Regions from separate parts of the Mus musculus genome. Here region 2 is linked to region 1. The links are chromatin contacts, called in public HiChIP or PLAC-seq maps. All regions are on one chromosome and are shown on one strand. The core of a region is the stretch at or near the end of the contact, and the rest is flanking DNA. Distances in the headings are between cores, read along the strand shown.

What was found. HiChIP or PLAC-seq counts read pairs in DNA pulled down with a chosen protein or histone mark.
Region 2: a contact with region 1 is called in an H3K27ac HiChIP or PLAC-seq map of heart atrium, with 11 read pairs. The contact joins the promoter of Rsc1a1 here to the enhancer-like site in region 1. A contact is called at or near these places in 8 of 39 promoter capture datasets (the C10 cell line, HPC-7-derived erythroid cells, frontonasal cranial neural crest and 4 more), 7 of 484 Hi-C or Micro-C datasets (bone marrow-derived macrophages, common lymphoid progenitors, granulosa cells and 3 more), 5 of 115 datasets of contacts at active chromatin or transcription factors (bone marrow-derived macrophages, embryonic stem cells, fibro-adipogenic progenitors and 1 more) and 5 of 9 other capture datasets (adipose tissue, embryonic stem cells, liver and 2 more).

Annotation. Positions count from the first base shown.
Region 1 is chr4:141,641,571-141,647,067 of GRCm38.p6, reverse strand. It overlaps Plekhm2 (pleckstrin homology domain containing, family M (with RUN domain) member 2), which reads left to right. Exons shown (of 20, transcript NM_001033150.2): 2 at 4,312-4,418; 3 at 4,553-4,662; 4 at 4,974-5,073. Among named protein-coding and RNA genes, the nearest start is that of Plekhm2, 20 kb to the left of the region's middle. Within about 2 kb of position 3,382, at least 91 of the 459 cell types and tissues checked have an H3K27ac peak or open chromatin away from gene starts, as enhancers often do. A contact at or near this core is called in adipose tissue, bone marrow-derived macrophages, granulosa cells and 2 more, where this site is marked.
Region 2 is chr4:141,682,327-141,687,823 of GRCm38.p6, reverse strand. It overlaps Rsc1a1 (regulatory solute carrier protein, family 1, member 1), which reads left to right and starts at 2,108. Exons shown (of 1, transcript NM_023544.5): 1 at 2,108-4,261. The coding sequence starts at 2,225. The coding sequence ends at 3,973. Ddi2 (DNA-damage inducible protein 2) reads left to right here. Exons shown (of 10, transcript NM_001017966.2): 10 at 2,193-4,261.

The sequences.
Region 1 (5,497 bases), core at 2,133-4,632:
CAGAGTCGGGCAGATCTCTGGAGCCCACTGGTCAGCTAGCTTAGCCAATTGGTGAGCTCTCGGTTCAGAGACTCTGTCTTTAAAAAGAAGGCAGTTAGCCTGGCATAGTGGTGCAGGCCTTTAATCCTAGCACTTGGGACTCAGAGGTAGATGGATCTCCCTGAGTTTGAAGCCAGCTTGGTTAACATAGCAAGTTCCAGACCAGTCAGGGCTACATAACAAGGTCCTGTTTCAAAACAAGGAAGATTAAAAAAAAAAAAAAAGTCTAGAGAAGCAATTAAAGAAAAAAGTCATTGTGAATCTCTGCCCTTCTCCCCATGTTCACACATGAATGTGCACACCCAGGAATATAAACACGATACACCATGTACACACACAAATATGCACACACACACACCATGCAAACACACAAATATGCACACACATACACCATGCACACACCTTCTGCAATGGTTTCTTTTAACTGTCAGTGTAACACAGTCTGGAATGACCTGGAAATAGCTTCAATAAGGGATTTTTCTAGATCAAGGTTGGCTCGGGGCACATCTGGTGGATTGTCTCGGTTATGTTAATTGATGGAAGTCCCAAGCCCACCCTGGGCAGTACCATTCCCTAAGCAGGGGTCCTGGGCTATGTAAGTGGAAAGGGTGGGTGGGCTAAGGACACATTAAGACAGATATTCGTTTCAGTCCGCTGCTGACTCTGGATGTGATGGCCCAGATTCCTGTTGTTTTGGTTGGTTTGGTTTGTTGTTTTGATGGTCTGTGACCTGGGATTGTGAGCAAGAACAAACCCTTCTTCCTAAGTTGACTTTCGTCAGGGTACTTTATCACAATAACAGAAATGAAACTAGGACACATGCACAAGACATAATTTTGTTTTTTAAAAAAGGGAAGAGTAGGAACCACTGCTAAATAACATGATCACTACTGAGAGCGGAGTTCACCGTCTTTGCACTGAAGGGTATGTGAGCTAGAGGCTACCCCACTGGTACGATTGAAAATGGAGGTTTGTTGTGCTTCATCATCTCAGCTAACGCTGTTTGCTATGCTGAGCCTCCTGGATGCTATTTATTACCCGATCCCCTAAACCAGGAGCATCCAACAGGACAGCCTGCCGTGATGGCAGTGCCTTGTGTCCACACTGACCAGCACAGAACTGCTAGCCCCAGGCGGCTAGTGCTGCTAGAGTGGATAGTTTGTTTCATTTGAGTTAGTTTAAATTTCTTCTTTTTTTTTTTTTTGGTTTTTTCGAGACAGGGTTTCTCTGTGTAGACCCAGCTGTCCTGGAACTCACTTTGTAGACCAGGCTGGCCTCGAACTGCCTGGCTCTGCCTCCCAAGTGTCATTTTGTTTTTAAAGTGTATATTGTGTATGGTACTGGGGATTGGGGCCGTGTGTGTGTGTGTGTGTGTGTGTGTGTGTGTGTGTGTGCATGCGCGCACACACACTGGGTAAGTTCTCCCCCACTTCAGCCCTATCTCCAGCCCTTAAGTTAACTTCAAATAGTCACTTTAGGGCAGCAGACACCAGACTGGACTGCTCAGCTCTAAAAAAAAAAAAAAAAAAAAAAATCCCTTTAACTATTTTTCTTTTCTCCCAGGGATGAGTTTGTTTGCAGACATGATTTCTTTAGTTGTTCTGGAACTCACTCTGTAGACCAGGCTGGCCTCGAACTCACAGATCCACCTACCTCTGTCTCCTGAGTTCTGGGATTAAAGGTGTGGGCCACCAGCACCCGACTTCCCCTTTAAGTCATTTTAAAGGGGAGAAAAAATGAGCCAGGGAGTCAAGTAACTCTCTGAGGTGTGCCACTGTGTGGCAGTGCCAGGCTTAGCTCCCGTTTCCTGCCTCCGCCCCCTGTGCCATTGCCGTATGCATCCCTGCAGTGTTTTAATTATATGTTTTTATTTTGTATGTGTATGGGGGGGTTACATATGTGTTGTGGCACATGTCTAGAGCTCAAAGAACAACTTAGGAGAGTCAGTTCTCTCCAGCTACCCTGTGGGTATGGAGGCTTGAACTCAGGTCGTCAGCCTTGGCAGCAAGCCTCTTTGATGCTGAGCCGTGGTGTGTGCTTTTTTTTTTTTTTTTTTTTTTCCTAAAAAATGGTTTTGTGGGCTGGTGAGATGGCTCAGTGGGTAAGAGCACCCGACTGCTCTTCCAAAGGTCCAGAGTTCAAATCCCAGCAACCACATGGTGGCTCACAACCATCTGTAACAAGATCTGATGCCATCTTCTGGAGTGTCTGAAGACAGCTACAGTGTACTTATATATAATAAATAAATCTTAAAAAAAAAAAATGGTTTTGTGTTGTAGATTGTTCTGAGTCATGAAATCATGTATAGATTTGCAACCCTGTATTTTTGCAATGTTTGCATATTTGCAAAGTGTAAATATGTGTAGGACATATCTAAAGACATCTGTCAGATTTCCCACGGGGCCCAAGGAAGACTGAGCAAATGGGGATGGGGCCTGTGTTCCTGGGCCAGACTGGATACTGTGAAACACCATCAACTCTCCATGTGACTGGTCTCTGGGTTCAGCATAATTCTATTATAAATCCGAGATGGGGCTGGAGAGATAGCTCAGCATTGGCTGCTCTTCCAGAGGACCAGGGTTGCATCCCCAGCCCCCACATGGCAGCTCACAACGTACATGCAGGTAAAACACCCGTACACATAAAACAAATTTTCAAAAAAACCCAAAATGGAATGGTGATGAACTTTGATGGTGAGAGAATGGCTTGGGGTGAGTAAAGTGGCTGAGCACGCAGAGGGGCTTGCCACCAAACCCGATGACCTGAGTTCGATCCCCGATTGCATCCATAAGATAAAAGGAGAGAACCAGCAGGTTGTCCTCTGACCTCCATATGTGCACATGTGCCCCCTATAAGTATAACGTAAATTTTGGCTGGAATAACAGTTTTGTAAAAGAATAGCAGGGTGGGGGCTAAGTGAACTTCTGCCGGTGTCCAAGGGCTGAGGAAAGTGGAGGCAATCAAATGGGGACTGATTTGGAAATAGACAGCAGACCAACAACACAGAATAATCTAGAAAAGGCTTGTGGCTCAGATGGAAAGAGGCTAAGTCATTAATAAATATGAAAAAAAATGGGTCACCCATCCAGAAGTAGTACAGGTGACCCTTAACTTCACGCTCAAAGACCTAAGCACAGAAGACAAAGGTCTGCAGGGGTGGGATAGCCAGCGACAGAGCCTCTCGAGTGGCTGTGTCTTGCCTAGCATGGACCCGGAACGAGAATTCAGTCCCAGTCAGCCTGGCTGCTGGGCTTGTTCCGGGTCATAGAGAAGAGGCTATTTTTGTTGTGGGAGTTCAATGGTTGGCCTCCCTCCAAGAGCATGTGCCTCTTGGTGTGACTGATCTGCCACTGCAGCTGCTTCCAGAAAACACTTGAGAGCGGAGTGGTCCCAGGAGCTTAAACCCACCCCCAGTGTATGGGGATCTCTGCTCTTTTCTTGCATTTTCCATCTGGGCCACTGGGAAGGTGACAGGAGAGGGCTCTGCTCTGGCTGCATAGATCTCAGGCTCCTGGCCTCTATCATCCTGGTGGGCTGGGGGTGCTTCAGAGCTCAGAGTCCTCTGAGATCTCAGACTTCCTCTCTTCCCCTTCTTTCTCTCATTCTCCCTGGCTCTCTTTTTCCCTCCCTCCCACCCTCTCTCTGTCCCCCTGTCCAGCTCTGGGAACAGAGTCCTTCTTGGCACGGGGCTTGACACAAATCTGGCACACACCTAGATGTGGCCATTTTCCTCGGGTACATCTAATGTCCATGTCAGCCTCTGGCAGGAAAGCCATCAAAGCAGGTGACCCAGCCTCTCAGACTTTGGTGTGTACAGAGGGCAGCTCCAAGCAGGGCCTACACATTAAATAAATGATATATTTTTTTTGATATTTTTTAAAGTGTTTGGGAATCTTTTTTAAATGCCTTCAGATATTACCAACAGGCTCTCTCTCTCTCTCTCTCTCTCTCTCTCTCTCTCTCTCTCTCTCTCTCTTTCTCTGTGTGTGTGTGTGTGTGTGTGTGTGTGTGTGTGTGTGTGTCTATGTCTGATAACAGATACCACTGTGTATGATGCCCAGGCTGCAAGCACAGCCTATCCCCCTGCCCCAAAGCATAGTGCCCAACACACTGTGAGCTGGCCATCCCTCACAAGGCTATCTACACAAAGTCCTCCTGAGAGCCTTTGCCCTCGGAAACCTCCTGGGCAAGATCAGGGCAGACTCGACGGGCCATCCCAGGACGCCATATACCCAGAGCCGCTCCTCGTCAGCACTGTCGTCTTCCTTTCAGCTGCAGAGCTACTTTGCAGCATGTGAGGACGAGACCCCTGCCATCCGGAACCACGACAAGGTCCTGCAGCGCCTGTGTGAGCACCTGGACCACGCCCTGCTGTACGGGTGAGTTCAGTCCCCTCCTCGTGCTGTGGGGGCCGGGCACAGGGAGGCTTGTCTCACTCAGGCAGGCCACAGTGAGGCACCTGGTTGCCTGAGACAGCCCGCCTCAGCCCAGCACTGCTGTCCCATCCTCACAGGTTGCAAGACTTGTCCTCTGGCTACTGGGTGCTCGTGGTCCATTTTACCCGCAGAGAGGCCATCAGGCAAATTGAGGTGCTACAGCATGTAGCCACCAACCTGGGGCGAAGTGAGTAGAACCGCTCCCCTGTGGGGAGCTCTGGTCCTGCCAGGGTCGGCCTGAGGCAGCTGTCTGTCTGTCTTGTAGTGTCCAGTGGCAGTGGGGGCTGACATTCCCACGCCTTCCGCAGAGCCTCATTTTTTTCTCCCCTGCATGTGACAGTTTGTGGGCGGGTCACTGAGGAAGTGAAGGGGAACTTGGTACACAAGGAAACCTTTGGAGTCCCAGGTCAGAAACCATGTTAGCCTGCAGGATCAGGGCAGCATCCTTGACTTTCTCAGAACTGCCCAGCAGCTGAGTCACTCCTGGCTTCTCTGCAGGCCGAGCCTGGCTCTACCTGGCCCTCAATGAGAATTCCTTGGAGAGCTACCTGCGTCTGTTCCAGGAGAACCTGGGCCTGCTACAGAAGTACTATGTCAGGTAAGTGTCTGAACCGCCCGGTCCCCAGCTCCCTAAGCCTCGGCCCAAAGCCTCCTGTCACACGGAGACAGAGGCCTAGCTCAGTGTCACCTACTGAGGGCTGTGACTGTAGAGCATGTGACATCTTGCTGGCAGTCTGAGGCCTCCTCCAGCATCCCAGCCGGGCTCTGAAGAGTCTGCCTTGGCCTCAGACTCACCACACACCCAATGCTTGCCTACCCCTTTGCTGGGGACACTTCAGGGACAGGGTGTTTATAGCAGCCACCGAGAGTCTGGTAAGCCTTTTGCTCCAGGCCCATCTCTGGAGACCTCACAGCCAGTGAGAGAACAGGAGAGAGGGAGAGGAGTGGGGCATGCCTGAATGAGCTGGGTGCCATCCAGGGGTGGACTGTCATGTGTCCAACTTCAACACCGTGGGCTTTCT
Region 2 (5,497 bases), core at 859-3,358, 42 kb before region 1:
TACAGAGAAACCCTGTCTCAAAAAACCAAAAAAAAAAAAAAAAAAAAAAAAAAGAAAGAAACATTCAGGCAAAAAAATTATGGGCTGGTGAGATGGCTCAGTGGGTAAGAGCACCCGACTGCTCTTCCAAAGGTCCAGAGTTCAAATCCCAGCAACCACATGGTGGCTCACAACCATCCGTAATGAGATCTGACTCCCTCTTCTGGAGTGTGTGAAGACAGCTACAGTGTATTTACATAAAATAATAAATAAATCTTTAAAAAAAAAAAAAAAAAAAAAAGAAGTTAGTCACGCCGGGCGTGGTGGCGCACACCTTTGCCTTTAATCCCAGCACTCTGGAGGCAGAGGCAGGCGGATTTCTGAGTTCTAGGACAGCCAGGGCTACACAGAGAAACCCTGAAAAAAAAAGAAGTTAGTCACTACCTTGAGGGGGTGCCACTGGCCTTTGAGCCCAGCATTTGCTCTTGAGTTCAAGGCCAGCCTGGTCTACAAAGTGAGTTCCAGTATAGCCAAAGAAACTCTTTCTCATAAAACAAACAGAAAGAACAACATAGGCTACAGGAGATCCCATCTCAACCACAAAAAGGAAAAGCTGACAACTTCCAGCAGGCCCATCCTCTCTCTCATGCAGCTCAGCGGGGTCTGATGAATTAATTAGTGATGTTAGCATCATAACTGCACTCTGTGTGACCTCACCAGTGGAAAACCAGCACTCACACTGATGTTAGTGTTCAGCACAAAGCATCTGAATTGAATTTAATAACCCAGGAACCAATATTTCCAGGGTTGATAGCAATCTATGCCTTTTAATTAAAGATATTTTTGGTGGTTAGAGGCTGGTTTTTAATAGTGCCAGAGGAGTTGGACCACTGTGGCTTCCGCATCAAGTTTGAAGGGCAATCAAATTCGGGTGGGTGTAAGTTATTGTTGCCTATCAAAGAATGATTACACTCTTCCTCTGCCCTCCTGTGGATTCAGTGACGTGCCTACGCCTGGTCAGTTCTGTTGTGCTGTACGAGGGTACAGCATTGAGAAGCTGGGCGTAATCCTGCATGTTGATCCCAGCACTCACACTAAAGCAGGAAACTCCCACACGTTTCAGGCTGAACAGAGCTCGTTAGAGAGCTAGAGATGTAGTTGGATTAGCAGAAGGCCTCCTGGCATATGTAAGATGAGGTTGGTTTGGTCCAGAGCACTACAGAAATTTGAGAACAGTAATGCATACCCATAGCTCTGACACTGGGAGCCATCGTCCTTATACATGAAGTCAAGAGTACAGGAAATGTGGAGGCCTCAAGTATGAATGCACAGTGGTTGAACAGATAAATAAAATTCTGTCTGCTTCATTTTTTGTTTTGTTCTTTGAATTGGGTGCTTAGTTTTACCATGGTTTTTGAAAAGCTTGGCTAGAAATAAAATCCACTGTTTACTTGTCTGTCTTCTAGAGCTCTCCAGGCATGTAAACCCCACCTCTCTTGGTTGCCCTGCTCTCTTGCCAGCGTGCTTGCTTTTGGACACCTGTGCTTACACTTGAAACATGAACAGCGAACTGGAGCCAACAGTGGTGGCCCATGCTGTAACCCCAGTGCTTAGGAGGCTGACGCACAAGGATTGCTGATAATTAAAGGCTTATCTGGCTTTACTATAGTGAGTTGGCCAGCCTAGGCTACAGAGTGAGAACCTATTGGGTTTTGTTTGTTTGTTTGTTGTTGTTTTAAAGAGGGGAAAAAGCCTTGTCATGAGAATCATCCTGTGAAGATGCAAAAAATCACCAGAAATAAAGTGACTGCTTGGTGTGGTGATGCGCTCCCATAGCCCAGCACTGCAGAAGCCAGGCAGGCGCCTCTCAGCTTACGGCCAGCTCTGCTGTGCAGTGAGAGCCTTTCTGGAGTGAATAAATACATCAATAAGTATCTTTTAAGTGTGAGCACTGACCCATCCATTGTGAAGTGCACGCTAATAGTGCTTTCTTTACATATGGAATTTTAATGTTTATTAAGCACACACCCATTTCAGCTTCAGTGACAGATGCTACCTTGCCACCATGAGAAAGATTCTTGTATTTTTTTTTTTTTTAGCATATTTGCAAGAGAGACCTAAATTAAAAGGCCTGCTTTTATTCTATTGAGGATTCAACTCTGATAAGTTAGTGGTCTGCTAGCTAATCTTTTTCTCTTTTCTCTTTATTACAGAGAAAAGCAGTAAAGAATCTACCTCACTGGGAATGTCATCATTGCCGACTTCAGATGGGTTTGACCATCCAGCTCCTTCAGGGCAGAGTCCTGAGGTTGGTAGCCCGACGAGTCTCGCTCGCTCTGTTTCTGCTTCCGTCTGCGCCATCAAGCCCGGTGACCCCAATAGCATTGAATCTCTAGCTATGGAGGCTACGAAGGCTTCAGCTGAATTCCAGACAAACTCTAAGAAAACAGACCCTCCTCCTCTGCAGGTTCTTCCTGACCTTGCTTCCTCAGCAGAGCAGAGTCTAGCCATGCCTTTCCATAAGTCATCAAAAGAAGCCGTTGTTGCAGGTAATCTGGAGAAATCTGTTGAGAAAGGAACCCAGGGCCTCAGAGTGTATCTCCACACAAGACAGGACGCTAGTTTAACTCTCACAACTACTGGGATGCGGGAGCCACAGATATTTGCGGAGGAAAAGAGTTGGCATCCAGAAAATCAGACCCCAAGTCCCGTGAACGGCCTTCAGCAGCACAGAGAAACAGGGAGTGTACAGCGAGAGGCTGGACAGCAGAGTGTTCCACAGGACCAGGGCTGTCTTTGTGACGCAGAAGACCTTGAGCTTCATGAAGAAGTTGTCAGTTTGGAAGCTCTGAGGAAAGGTGAGCTACAAAGACACGCTCATCTTCCCAGTGCAGAGAAGGGTCTTCCAGCTTCAGGACTCTGTAGCTGTCCATGCTCAGAAGCCCTGATGGAAGTAGATACAGCTGAACAGTCTCTGGTTGCTATGTGCAGCTCAACAGGCAGGCAGGATGCCGTCATCAAGAGCCCTAGTGTAGCACATCTCGCTTCAGATAATCCCACTATGGAAGTGGAGACATTACAGTCTAACCCGTCCTGTGAGCCTGTGGAACATTCCATCTTGACTCGGGAATTGCAGCTCCCAGAAGATAATGTTGACATGTCTACAATGGATAACAAAGATGACAATTCCTCTTCCCTTCTAAGTGGCCACGGTCAGCCCTCTGTGGAATCAGCAGAAGAATTTTGTTCATCTGTCACAGTGGCCTTGAAAGAACTCCATGAGCTTTTGGTCATTAGCTGTAAGCCAGCTTCAGAAGAGTCACCTGAGCATGTTACCTGTCAGTCAGAGATAGGAGCTGAGAGCCAACCAAGTGTTTCAGACCTTTCAGGAAGAAGGGTCCAAAGTGTGCATTTGACCCCTAGTGACCAGTACTCACAAGGCTCCTGTCACCAGGCCACCTCTGAATCAGGAAAGACAGAAATCGTAGGAACTGCCCCTTGTGCTGCGGTAGAAGATGAAGCATCCACTAGCTTTGAAGGTCTGGGTGATGGCTTGTCACCTGACCGAGAAGATGTCCGCAGATCAACAGAGTCAGCCAGGAAGAGCTGTTCTGTCGCCATAACCTCAGCTAAACTGTCTGAGCAGTTGCCCTGCACCTCAGGGGTAGAAATAGCACCTGAACTTGCAGCAAGTGAGGGTGCCCACAGTCAGCCTTCAGAGCATGTGCATAATCCAGGCCCAGACAGGCCGGAGACCAGCAGTGTCTGCCCTGGAGCTGGGTTGCCCCGTAGTGGATTGGACCAACCTCCCACACAGTCCTTGTCCACCCCCTCCGTTCTTCCACCGTTCATCTTTCCTGCTGCAGATGTTGACAGGATTCTTGGTGCCGGCTTCACTCTGCAGGAAGCGCTCGGGGCTCTGCATCGAGTTGGTGGGAATGCAGACCTTGCCCTTCTTGTTTTGTTAGCAAAGAACATTGTAGTCCCAACATAATTGTGGGAAGTGGGCTAGGCCACACGTCATTCCTTTTGAAAAAGCCCTTTTCACACAAATATACTACACACACACACACACAATGTGTAGAAAATCTGCAAGCAAAATGTTGAGCCAGATTTTTTTTTTGCCGGCCAAAGTAATTTATGATCTTTTGTCTGAATTTGTCTATTCTACTTGTTAACATTTGGGCCTTTTAAATGTATTGGCAGTGTGTGCATACAAAGCTTTTTATTCTCATGACGATGATGTATTCTGGAATAAAGCAGATGGTTTTGTGTATAGCATACCATTTTAGAATGAGTGAGTGCTTTGAAAGCAGGAGTCATGAGGAACCTGCCATCTACGGAGCTAGGACAGATCAGCTGCCCGCCGTGGCTCTGGCTGTGCTGTGTGCAGGGGATGGCTTTTAACAGGAAGCTGGAGAAGATAATAACTTCTAGAGTTGTATGTTTTGAGAAGGAGAAGATAATAACTTCTAGAGTTGTATGTTTTGATTTGTGTGCTCAGGGTTGACATTTAAGTAGGGCGAGCGGGAGGGCTTACACCTTGGGCTACCTTGTTTGTACATCATAGGTTGCTGCATGGACTGATTGCCAAATACCTTCATGACCATGGGAAGGGTGTGGGGAAATTCACATTAGCGTGAAACCTGGTGCTACTTGTATTTTAAAAGGGAAAGGAAAAAATCGCGATCATAATTCCATTTGTAAATGTCAAGGACTGAGCTAAAGATAATGGCTTAGACAGACACTGGCGTGTACTAGAGACAGGGTCGAGGCGTCTCACTGACACCCCAGCCCTCCCAGTGATCAGGGCTGACCGCCAGGAGCCTGCTGGCTGTGCAGACTCTGTTAGGAAGACTTCTGCTAGGAAGTTCTTCTCATGCTCAGTCGGAGCTGAGTGAGACAGCGAGCAAGTGCTGGGAGAGCCTTTTGTCCCTGGCCCCTCTCTCGGTACTTGTTTGTGAGCGCCCCTCATGGCGGTGGAAATACAATGGAAGTTCTGACAACAGTGGCCTTGGTGCAGTCTTCATCCCTTTCTTTCCTCAGGAGTTTCCTTTCTAAGCAGGATCCATGTTTGTGTTCATCAAGTTGAGCTAGAGTGGGGCAGAATGTGTAGCTGTGTTTGTTGTGGCCTTTTTAGTGTAAGCCCTCGCCTTGCAAGTCTCTGTCCGTGGGCCCCACTGTGCAATAATCACTCTGGATAGGTTTGAAAGAATCCTTTCCTGGAATATAAACTGTTGTCTTAGGTGTCTGGCAGGAATCTGTAATCTTACTTTTCTTGAAAAGGATTTTAAGGATAATTCCAGGTTCCAGGTTGAGAGTTTATTAAAATGAAAGTATTAAAATCGAATTCTGAACTTAGCATTAACTGACTTTGCCTAAAAGTCACTATCATTCTCCCCCCCCCCCCTTTCAAGGCTTGGTTTTATTCATCAAAATTGAAGTCATCGAGCACAGACGGGTTCATATCTCAGGAGTTTTTGAAACTTTAGGGGCACTTACAGGGGTTTCTGTTCTT